2 separate regions of the Xenopus laevis genome follow, and region 2 is linked to region 1. Evidence: chromatin contacts called from public Hi-C data. All regions are on one chromosome and are shown on one strand. The core of a region is the stretch at or near the end of the contact, and the rest is flanking DNA. Distances in the headings are between cores, read along the strand shown. Region 1 holds the start of hal.1.L (histidine ammonia-lyase, gene 1 L homeolog). Region 2 holds the start of kics2.L (KICSTOR subunit 2 L homeolog).

The links. A called contact is a pair of places that touch in the nucleus more often than the background predicts.
Region 2: a Hi-C map of animal cap shows a contact between it and region 1, with 7 times the contacts expected there. A contact is called at or near these places in 3 of 4 Hi-C or Micro-C datasets (the XL177 cell line, the XTC cell line and animal cap).

Annotation. Positions count from the first base shown.
Region 1 is chr3L:64,038,001-64,042,621 of Xenopus_laevis_v10.1, reverse strand. hal.1.L (histidine ammonia-lyase, gene 1 L homeolog) reads left to right here and starts at 1,840. Exons shown (of 20, transcript NM_001093175.1): 1 at 1,840-2,120; 2 at 3,743-3,803; 3 at 3,928-3,955. The coding sequence starts at 1,874.
Region 2 is chr3L:64,196,924-64,201,430 of Xenopus_laevis_v10.1, reverse strand. kics2.L (KICSTOR subunit 2 L homeolog) reads left to right here and starts at 2,890. Exons shown (of 3, transcript NM_001091566.1): 1 at 2,890-3,218. The coding sequence starts at 2,990.

The DNA of each region.
Region 1 (4,621 bases), core at 591-3,090:
GCGTGCCAGCACATTTGAATAAAAATGTGCCTGTTAATGACCAGAAAGTCCTTACAGACAAGCTAGCCTGGCTCAATGTGTATAACTGCCTAAATAATTAACACTTCATTCTCTGCACAACTAAACTTTTTATTTGATCATAAATAAATACAAAATTCATTATCTAAATAAGTTTACAAATGCATCATAATGTGAAAATTCTAAATCAAGAAATCAATGCATAAATTCATCATACTGAGAAAATTCCTGCATCTATGTTAAAGTGGTGGTTCACCTTTAAGGTAACTTTTATTATGTTATAGAACGGCCAATTCTAAGCAACTTTTCAATTGGTCTTCATTATTTATATTTTATAGTTTTATAGTAATTTGCCTTTTTCTTCTGACTCTTTGCAGCTTTCAAATGGGCGTCGCTGACTCCCTTCTAAAAAGCAAATGCTCTGTAAGGCTACAAATGTATTGTTATTGTTACTTTTTATTACTGATCCTTCTATTCAGGCCTCTCCTATTCATATTCCAGTCTCTAATTCAAATCAATGCATGGTTTTTAGGGTAATTTGGACCCTAGTAACCAGATTGCTTAAAATGCAAATGGAAGAGCCGCTGAATAAAAAGCTCAATAACTCAAAAACCTTCAATAATAAAAAAGGAAAACCAATTGCAAATTGTCTCAGAATATCACTCTCTACATCATACTAAAAGTTATCTTGAAGGTGCACAACCCCTTTAAGATTGTGATGCACACCATACCTCAAACCAAATAAATACAGTATTAAATTCAGTCCAGACAAGTACAGGACACAGAAAATTCAGAAAGTCAAAGATTTTCTGGATTATGTCTAGATGTACAAGATCTAAACAAAAACCTTTGCTCCACAATCCATTATGGTCAAACACTTATACTGTATGTTGCTTAAAGTTTTTTAGGAGCTCTGTCCCACATTTAATGCTATAGAAATTTATGAATTTCAATATTTATTACATTCAAGTTCCTGCATGTATGCCTTGGTTTTACCTACAGGCAAGCTTAACGGGCACCTGGTCACATATGCTTCTTCTAACAGTATGAAGGGCACGTTAATATCACAAAGATTTTTTAAATTGTTTATTAAATTGTCTTATTCACCTTGCTATAAAGTACTTCTAAAAGGAAGAGTTGTGTCAGCTTTACCCTGCTGTCTAGTAACATTTCTTGGTTTTCAAATATTTTTTAAATACACCTTTTTTCCTAACTTTATTAGTGTCCTTTTGATCACCCACTATTGATAATTGTACAACTTCTTTATAAATGCATATCATCATCTTTGGCCAATGTTGTACAGCATTTAAATGGACTGGTGCCTAATAGCGAAATGAGTTGTGATGCCCTGGGAGCTACCTTCTGGCATATCACTGCTGCATCCCAAGTCTCACAGAAGCAGGCAACACCATATAGGAAATTAGCACAAGTGCCTGTGGGCCAAATCATAAACACACAAATCCTCTAAAACCATAAACATTTTTTACAATCCCTAGTAAAATTCAATTCTTGTATTCCCTCTATAACCCCAGGGCCATGTCATCTATATGACCTTTGAAACCAGATGAGCTAGTATGCATCCAAGCTTATTTGTAACTGGGGCTGTTTTCTAAAACAGTAGGAATCATATGAAAGGGGACATGCTTTGCTCCAAAACATTCCATTTTTATTCAAATAAGGTGGGACTCTTTTATTCAAATAAGGTGGGACTACGTGTTATATTAGGGCGTATCTACAGTTCTAACTGAGCTTTACCATCCCACCTTTCCAGACTACTTAAGACTGATTTGTAAACCAGTTTATTACTTAGCACACAATCTTGTGATCAAGTGTAGAGGTATTATTTACAGGGACAATGCCAAGATACACTGTGCAGGTGCGAGGAGAGTGGTTAACTGTTCCATGTAAAGATGCTTGTGAAACCATTAAATGGCTTGGTAAAGAAGCACTAAGACGCTACATTAAGAATAAGCCTAATAATGAATTACTTGGTTGTGTTGAGGATGTAAAGTTCTATGTTCGGAGATGTAAAGGCCTGGGCTTGCTCGACCTTGATGATGCAATCGAAGATGTCTTGGAGAATGATGAATTTCTTGAAGTTGGTAAGTAAATCAATTGTAAAAAATATGATGCTATTAAAAACTTATAAAACAGACTGAGCAGAATAGCCTGTACCTAAGTATTTGACATGTTCTACTGGACTAATTCTGCACAAATCAAGTAAAATGAAAAACTATGGTTGAGTGTAGCTTTATTGTGGCATAGAATGTAGCTTATGGTTTCCAATAATAAAGCTTCTGCAGAACAGCAGGTTGGAAATATCTCAGATATCCGTTCAACCATTGTTATAAAAAATCTAAAAATAGCAAATGGATTTCAAATACCTACAATTTTCCAAAAAGGCATGATACGTTTAAGCAAATATTATTTAATATTACAGTTTTTTTACCAATCAAATGTTAATTTAAAGGGCTTGTTCACTTTTGAGTTAACTTTTAGTATGAAGTAGAGAGTGATATTCTGACACAGTTTACAACTGGTTTCCATTTTTTATTATTTGTGGGTTTTGAGTTATTCAGCTTTTTATTCAGCAGCTTTCCAGTTATCATTTTTTCTAGGGTCCAAATTACCCTAGCAAGCATGCACTGATGTAAATAAGAGACTGGAATATAAATAGGAGAGGCCCGAATAGAAAACTGAGTAATAAATAAATAGCAATATCAATATATTTGTAGCCTTACAGAGCATTTGTTTTTCGATGGAGTTACTGACGCCCATTTAAAAGTTAGAAAGAATCAGCAGAAGAAGGCAAAACATTTAAAAACTAAAATGAATAAATAATTATTACTTGAAAAGTTGCTTAAAATTGGTTAATCTAATTAACAGTTAACTTAAGGGGCAAACCACCCCTTTCAATATAAATTGTTGTAACATAACCCTTAATAGTTGTATTGTATGTAGCACTGCAAATGTGGTGCAAAACCTTGGCTTTTGTCATACTGTAGTATTAAGTGCCAACATTCTGCATTTGCTCCTTTGTACTCTTAGCCACACTATTCCAGTAGAACTGTGTTTTTTTAGATGTCGGGGTTTCAATCTTCTCTTTCTGATCAATCCTTTGGTTAGGACCCACTTACATAATTAACAACTTTAGAGTTATATGAAAATATTAGGTGGGGGTCCTGTTTTTTTTGCACTTTGCACCATTTCCTATGGGTTGCCTAGAAAGGCCTGGAAAGAGCTGCGATTCCTCTATATCCAATGCTGCCTGTCTTTGGCAGTACTTTCTTTATGAGGGGAAGTCGGTGGAAGGCAGGTTTCCTTTGGAATGCCTCCTAGCATCATTCAGATAAGTAAGTTAGAGTGTGCCAAAAAGTCATAAAGTGAAGGAGAACCCTGTATAGAGCTTTTTATAAGCGGTTACTTGAAGGCTGCCTACATCAAAAAAGCATTCTCCAAATTCAACTTTAATTACCATTCAGGATAAACATTGCCCCTTAGGAAACAAACAACACAATCTTGGGACCTTAGTAATAAAGTATGAAAGCAAGCAGCTGTTAGCAGTTCTAGCTGGTCTAAATTTTATAGTTCCCCTCATATAAAAGAGAGAAAACAATTCCTCTTAGCAAGTAGAGTCACTGAAAAGGTAAAAATGTGTTTATTCCATGTTATAGGTTTAACGATGATTAAAACATCAAGCATAACAAGTGTTTGTTTCCTTCAGTTGTGGAAGATGACGTTATGTCACCAGATTTCATTCCATCACAACCAGAAGGCTCCCATCTGTATCCTTTCAAACAAAGTATTTATTCTAGCAAAATGTTCTAGTTTCAAAACAAATTTCATATAAAATAGCTACTGTATTGCATGAATCATTTGTTATTTTAGTTTTCCTTAACATCTGTATAGGTACAGTAAATACAAAGAACCAAGTGAGGTAGGTGTCTTTTTCATCATCCTTTAACATGTAAAGTAGGATTGTTATTCTGTTTAATTTAGAGTATTTTCATGTAAATATGTTGTGAGTCTGAGTGTATACAAACTGCTGAATCCCTCCGGTCTGTCTACTTTCACAAATTAAGTTCTCAAGAGACTTCTTTGTAACATATTCTCATTCTAATTGCGTCCTTGGGAGAGAGTAAGCACCAGTTGGTTCTATTGTGAATATATTTTGTAACGAGATAGGTTAGTGCATTAGTGAACAATGAATAATAACAGTAGGAATTCAGCCCTATTTTCACTTTATTTTTACTTAATTTATCTCATTTGATTACTAATTACTTTCAGTCTGATCATATTGTGTCTACTGCTCCACCTATCTTCTTTGGATTTCATTAGTTTTGTCATGTATTTCACCTTGTCTCCATATAATCTATTCTTTATTCACTGTTTTGTTCCTACCTCCTGTGTACTGCCACCATCCCTGTCTTGTGAATAGATCAATTATCTCTATGTATGTCTAGTTTAGCAGGTCTTTGTATATGTGTCTTTCAAGTTTCTGATTTTGAAAGCATAATTAAAGTGGTTTCAAGGGGTTTCAGTTTTGTACACACCCACCCTTTTTCTGTTATTGGATTTTATTTTAGTGTAAACACTATCAATT
Region 2 (4,507 bases), core at 1,641-4,140, 160 kb before region 1:
ACTATACTCCTGAAGTTAACCCTTCACTATGGAGGAAGGGAAATCCCCCCCCCCCCGGAGATTTTTTGCAGGGTAGGCCATTCCATCAAGTTGCTCCACTGACCACTGTTTGCCCAATCTATTGATGTGGTATCCAGAGGAAGTTAAGCATTGACAGATTTACGCTGAATTTTAAATGTAAGCTTTGGATTATTACAATTCTTTAGTGTCCTCAGAACTAAACTATTATAAATCCTCCTATTAATAATATGGTAGCACACCCTGTCCTCTCTTATGTTGACGATGGTGTAGTAAACCAAACGGTGGTGTCTGTTTAGTATTATGATGCTGAGGTTATTATGGACAGACTGCTTTAAAATAATTAGATGTGAGGAGTTTCCCAACTAATCTAATTTTCTGAAATGAAAAACAAACATTCAGTCACAATTACTGAATAATATTTAGAATGTAATGTCCCAAGTATCTCTTAACAAGAGCAGACGGTAGTCTATAAATTGTTAAAGGAGTGGTTCACCATTAAGTAAACTTTTAGTATGTTACAGTGGCTAATTCTTAGCAACTTTTCAATTGGCCTTCAGTTTTCTTTGTTATAGTTTTTAAAATTATTTGTCTTCTGACTCTTTCCAGCTTTCAAATGAGGGTCATGGACCCCACCTTGAAAAATATGCTGTGTAAAGCTACAAATGTATTGTTGCTGCTACTTTTTATTCATCTTTCTATTCATGTCCTCTTCAATTCATACTCCAGTCTCATTCACATCAGTGCATAGTTGCTAGGGTAATTTGTGGACCCTAGCAACCAGAGAGCTGCTAAATAACACACATATGAAAATGAAAACCAAACGCAAAGTCAAGCTCTACATCATACTAAAAGTTACTTTAAAGATGAACAACCACTTTAAAAAATATAATAAAATACATTATAATGTGGGAAAGAACCGTACATGTATTTACAATTATTCTGATCAAGGATACTTGCACAATGGTAATGCTTTATAAAGTTTGTGAATGATCCAGAATAGTGCAGTGCCACTATTATGACTTTGTATTGGAATTCAAGGTTAAGGTATAGTTTGAAGTAGTAGTTGGCTTTCCTGTCTTTCAGACTACTGCAGAATCAGGATTGCAGCTCTTGTGTTCACTGGACAAGTTTAATACATTCATTTTTTTTTTCCTTGGTTACGTTTCTAACCTCATCAGTTTCTATTTGCATAGAATGTGCTATTGTTCTGTATCGAGCATTTCACACTTCAAGTCAGCTGTATACACATCAAAGAAGAGTGCAAAATAAACTGTCATGGCTTAAGAGTAAAGTATTTGTGCCCTCTGGTAAAGCCTACTGTTATGAGGTTTAGCTTACACTCAGCAAAGAGCCATAGTGCTAAAGCACTGTCTGGTGTGACAACAATTGGGCATTAGAAAAAATCCAAAGACAATCGTCTTTGGTCCAGACGTCTTACACCTCCAGATAAAGTGCCAACACCTTTATACAGGATAGTATTTGTTATCGATACTAAGCTTTTTCTGTCAGAACTTTATTTTTATTGTGTGTACTTTGGAGACAATATATGACCCGAGTCTCCAGCTGGACCAAATGGTTCATTTTATGCTGTCAACATGCTTCTATTGTGTCCTTTATCTAAATGACAGTTTGCCTTGGACCACAGACCGTTCAACTCCTGCCTCATCTTGTACCATGTTTATGTGATTGAGTCTGGAAAATGAAGTCGCTCTGCTTTTTAGGGAATCTGTGTACTGCCAGTCTGATGTGTGAGGAGACAGATGCTCCCTGCATTACAGTCTATAAGGAAGCAGATGTGGGTCAGGATGGACAGGAGGCATGGTCAATGGTGCAAACAGTCTCTGGAAAAGAAGGGACAGCATTTACTATTGTGGAAGGTGCAATTAAGCTCTACACAGTAAAAGATTCATTTATTGTTTTTTTTTTTCCTATTAAAATTTCAATGGCTGGCTTTTGCTTCCCTAGGTAAAGTGCCCCCTGTCTCATGGCAGAAGTGGCATGTTTAATAAATACAACTATTTGGTGTTAATGCATCTTTTTCTTTTTTATAAAGCCAAATGAATGTGCTCATATAAAAAAAAAAAGGGGGGGGGTATAGTCTTCCTGTAAGTAGGAACTGTACTCCAGGGGCAGCCATTCAAAGGAGAAAAGGCTCAGGTTACACAGCAGATAACAGATAACACCATTATGTTCTACATAACTTATCTGTTATCCATTATTTATCCTGTGCCATATAGCCTTTTTTCAATTTCCACCATTGTTACTCAGCAGCTTGTTTATATCAACTATAGTAGTGTTTCTGAAGCAAGCACATCAGTTTTACCAGTGCAGTATTTTCATTACTTTAAACCACTTTCATTTTTTTGTGTTACTGTTCCTTTAACAGATAGAGATGTCTCTTTTCTACAATACCGACCTCCTTACGTGTTACCTGTCTCATGTTTGCAGGCTGAGGTTGTGAGTAACCTGTAGGATATCAAGCGTATTTGCAGACACAAGCTAGACGTATGTCCGTGGTTCAATCCCAGCCAGTGCACTTTTTCTTTATTCAAAAATTCCATGTTTTGTGTTTGGGAGTGAGGAGATTGTCCCTGTGCTTGCTGGGGAAGAGACTCTTTACCACAGGAAGACATTAGTACACCGGCAGTTCCGAATCAGATTGTAAGCGGCAGCCAGTGGTTAATACAGTACAACGAGGCTCTGGTTGAAGTGAAATGAGTCCTGCGCATGCCCACTAGCAGGTTTCCGGTGCCTCGTGCTAACAGTAAACACGGAGAGCAGCTGTCAGGAAGTCGCTTTGCAGCACCCCGGTGACCGGCCTCCTCTGCCCATAGCCGGGCGCTTCACGGCCTCTCAGAGCTGCATGGTGGTACCCCAGGATCCAGGCGATGCTCCGGCTGCCGCGGCGGGACTCTTGGAGGAGGAGGAAGAGGAGGACGCGGAGCTTTTACTGATGACCAGCTCGGTCATGATCCCTCCGACTTCCGCACAAGTCACCACGGAGCAGAACGTGCTGCAGACTTTCTTCTCCCACCTCGGCAACTTCTCATATGACAAAGCCAAGGACCATGTGGAGAAGGAGAAGGAAGGCAACAAGAGCGCCGGCGCCTCCTGGTCTTTAATGTTGGCCGCCCTGGCTCATTTGGCAGCTGCACAGAAAGCCTATCATAGCATGAGCTTCCTGGGCCAGAAACAGGGTAATTGGCAGCTCTCTTTTAGCCTCCATACCTGCTGCTTTGTCTTACCGTTCATATATACAATAGGATATCAAGCATACAGGCTGCTCCATATAGTCCCACAGTTCCATGGCACTGCCAACACTTCAATGTTCATGTCACATTCAGTAGCTATTTAGAAGGAAAGAAGGAAGCAAGAGCTTTCGTTCTACAGGTTGAACATGAAGATATTGCTTTATACATCAAGGCCTGGGTATTTGCAGCAGCCATTTATTTGATAGATGTGTTCCTAACAACTGGAACTGGCAGGTGCACCTTCACACTAGAGCACAGTAAATACACAACATATAACACAAGGGAAACACAAACCAAGGCATTTTTCAAAAGGCAGTTTTATATTTTTTGGAGCTCTTATAAGAGTAGAAGTGAAAGCGTAGGAATAAAAGCAATTCTGTTCCGTCTCTCAGGAGTATTTGCTTCCTCTAGTGAGAACGTAACAATCTCACTGGGCATTTTAAAGAGGATATTTTATCATTTCAGCTTATTATTTGTTTAAACTGGGGATGCACCGTCCAAATAGGGTCGGATTTACATAGTGGCCACCCCTAGGTCTGCTGCCATTCATCCCCCCACCCCTCCCTTTTATTCAGGCAAATTTTCACCGGGACCGAAGCAATGGGGATTGGTGCACAGGAAGATTATAAAACACTATTGTATCTCCTGCGCTTCCCCAGTGTTTCTGAACCAATGTGGGTGTGGTTGGGTAGCATGCCGCCCCCCTAATATCCTGCCGCCCTAGGCCCAGGTCTTGGTAGCCTCTCCACAAATCCAGGCCTGTGCCTAGGCCAAATACGAACCCTAATTTGCATATGTAAATGAGGGAACGCGAACCGCGTGGGTAAAAAATTTTGACATCCTTCCTCGCATAATCTTTAGGATTCGGTTCAGCCAGGTACTTGGATTGAGCTGAATTTGAAATCCTGCTGAAAAATGTAAAATCCTCAATTCAGTGCATCCCTAGTTTATAGGAGAAGGAAAGTCGTTAACCACTTAGCCACCAAATGTCAGGTACCCCCAAGTGAATGTATTTACTTACCTAAAACCACAGGCCAGTGCTCCTATCAGCAGAAAACTGCACTGGGCTGGAGTTATACCAACAAGCACCACAGAGCGCTTCTCTTCTGGCTTCTCGTGGCTGTGCATTAGAGTGACAAGCTAAACTTTAACAAAAAATTTGGCTTTTTCATTCTACTGCGCTTGCGTCTACCCTGGGAAAATTGAAAACAGAAGTTGGAAGAGAAGCGATCTGT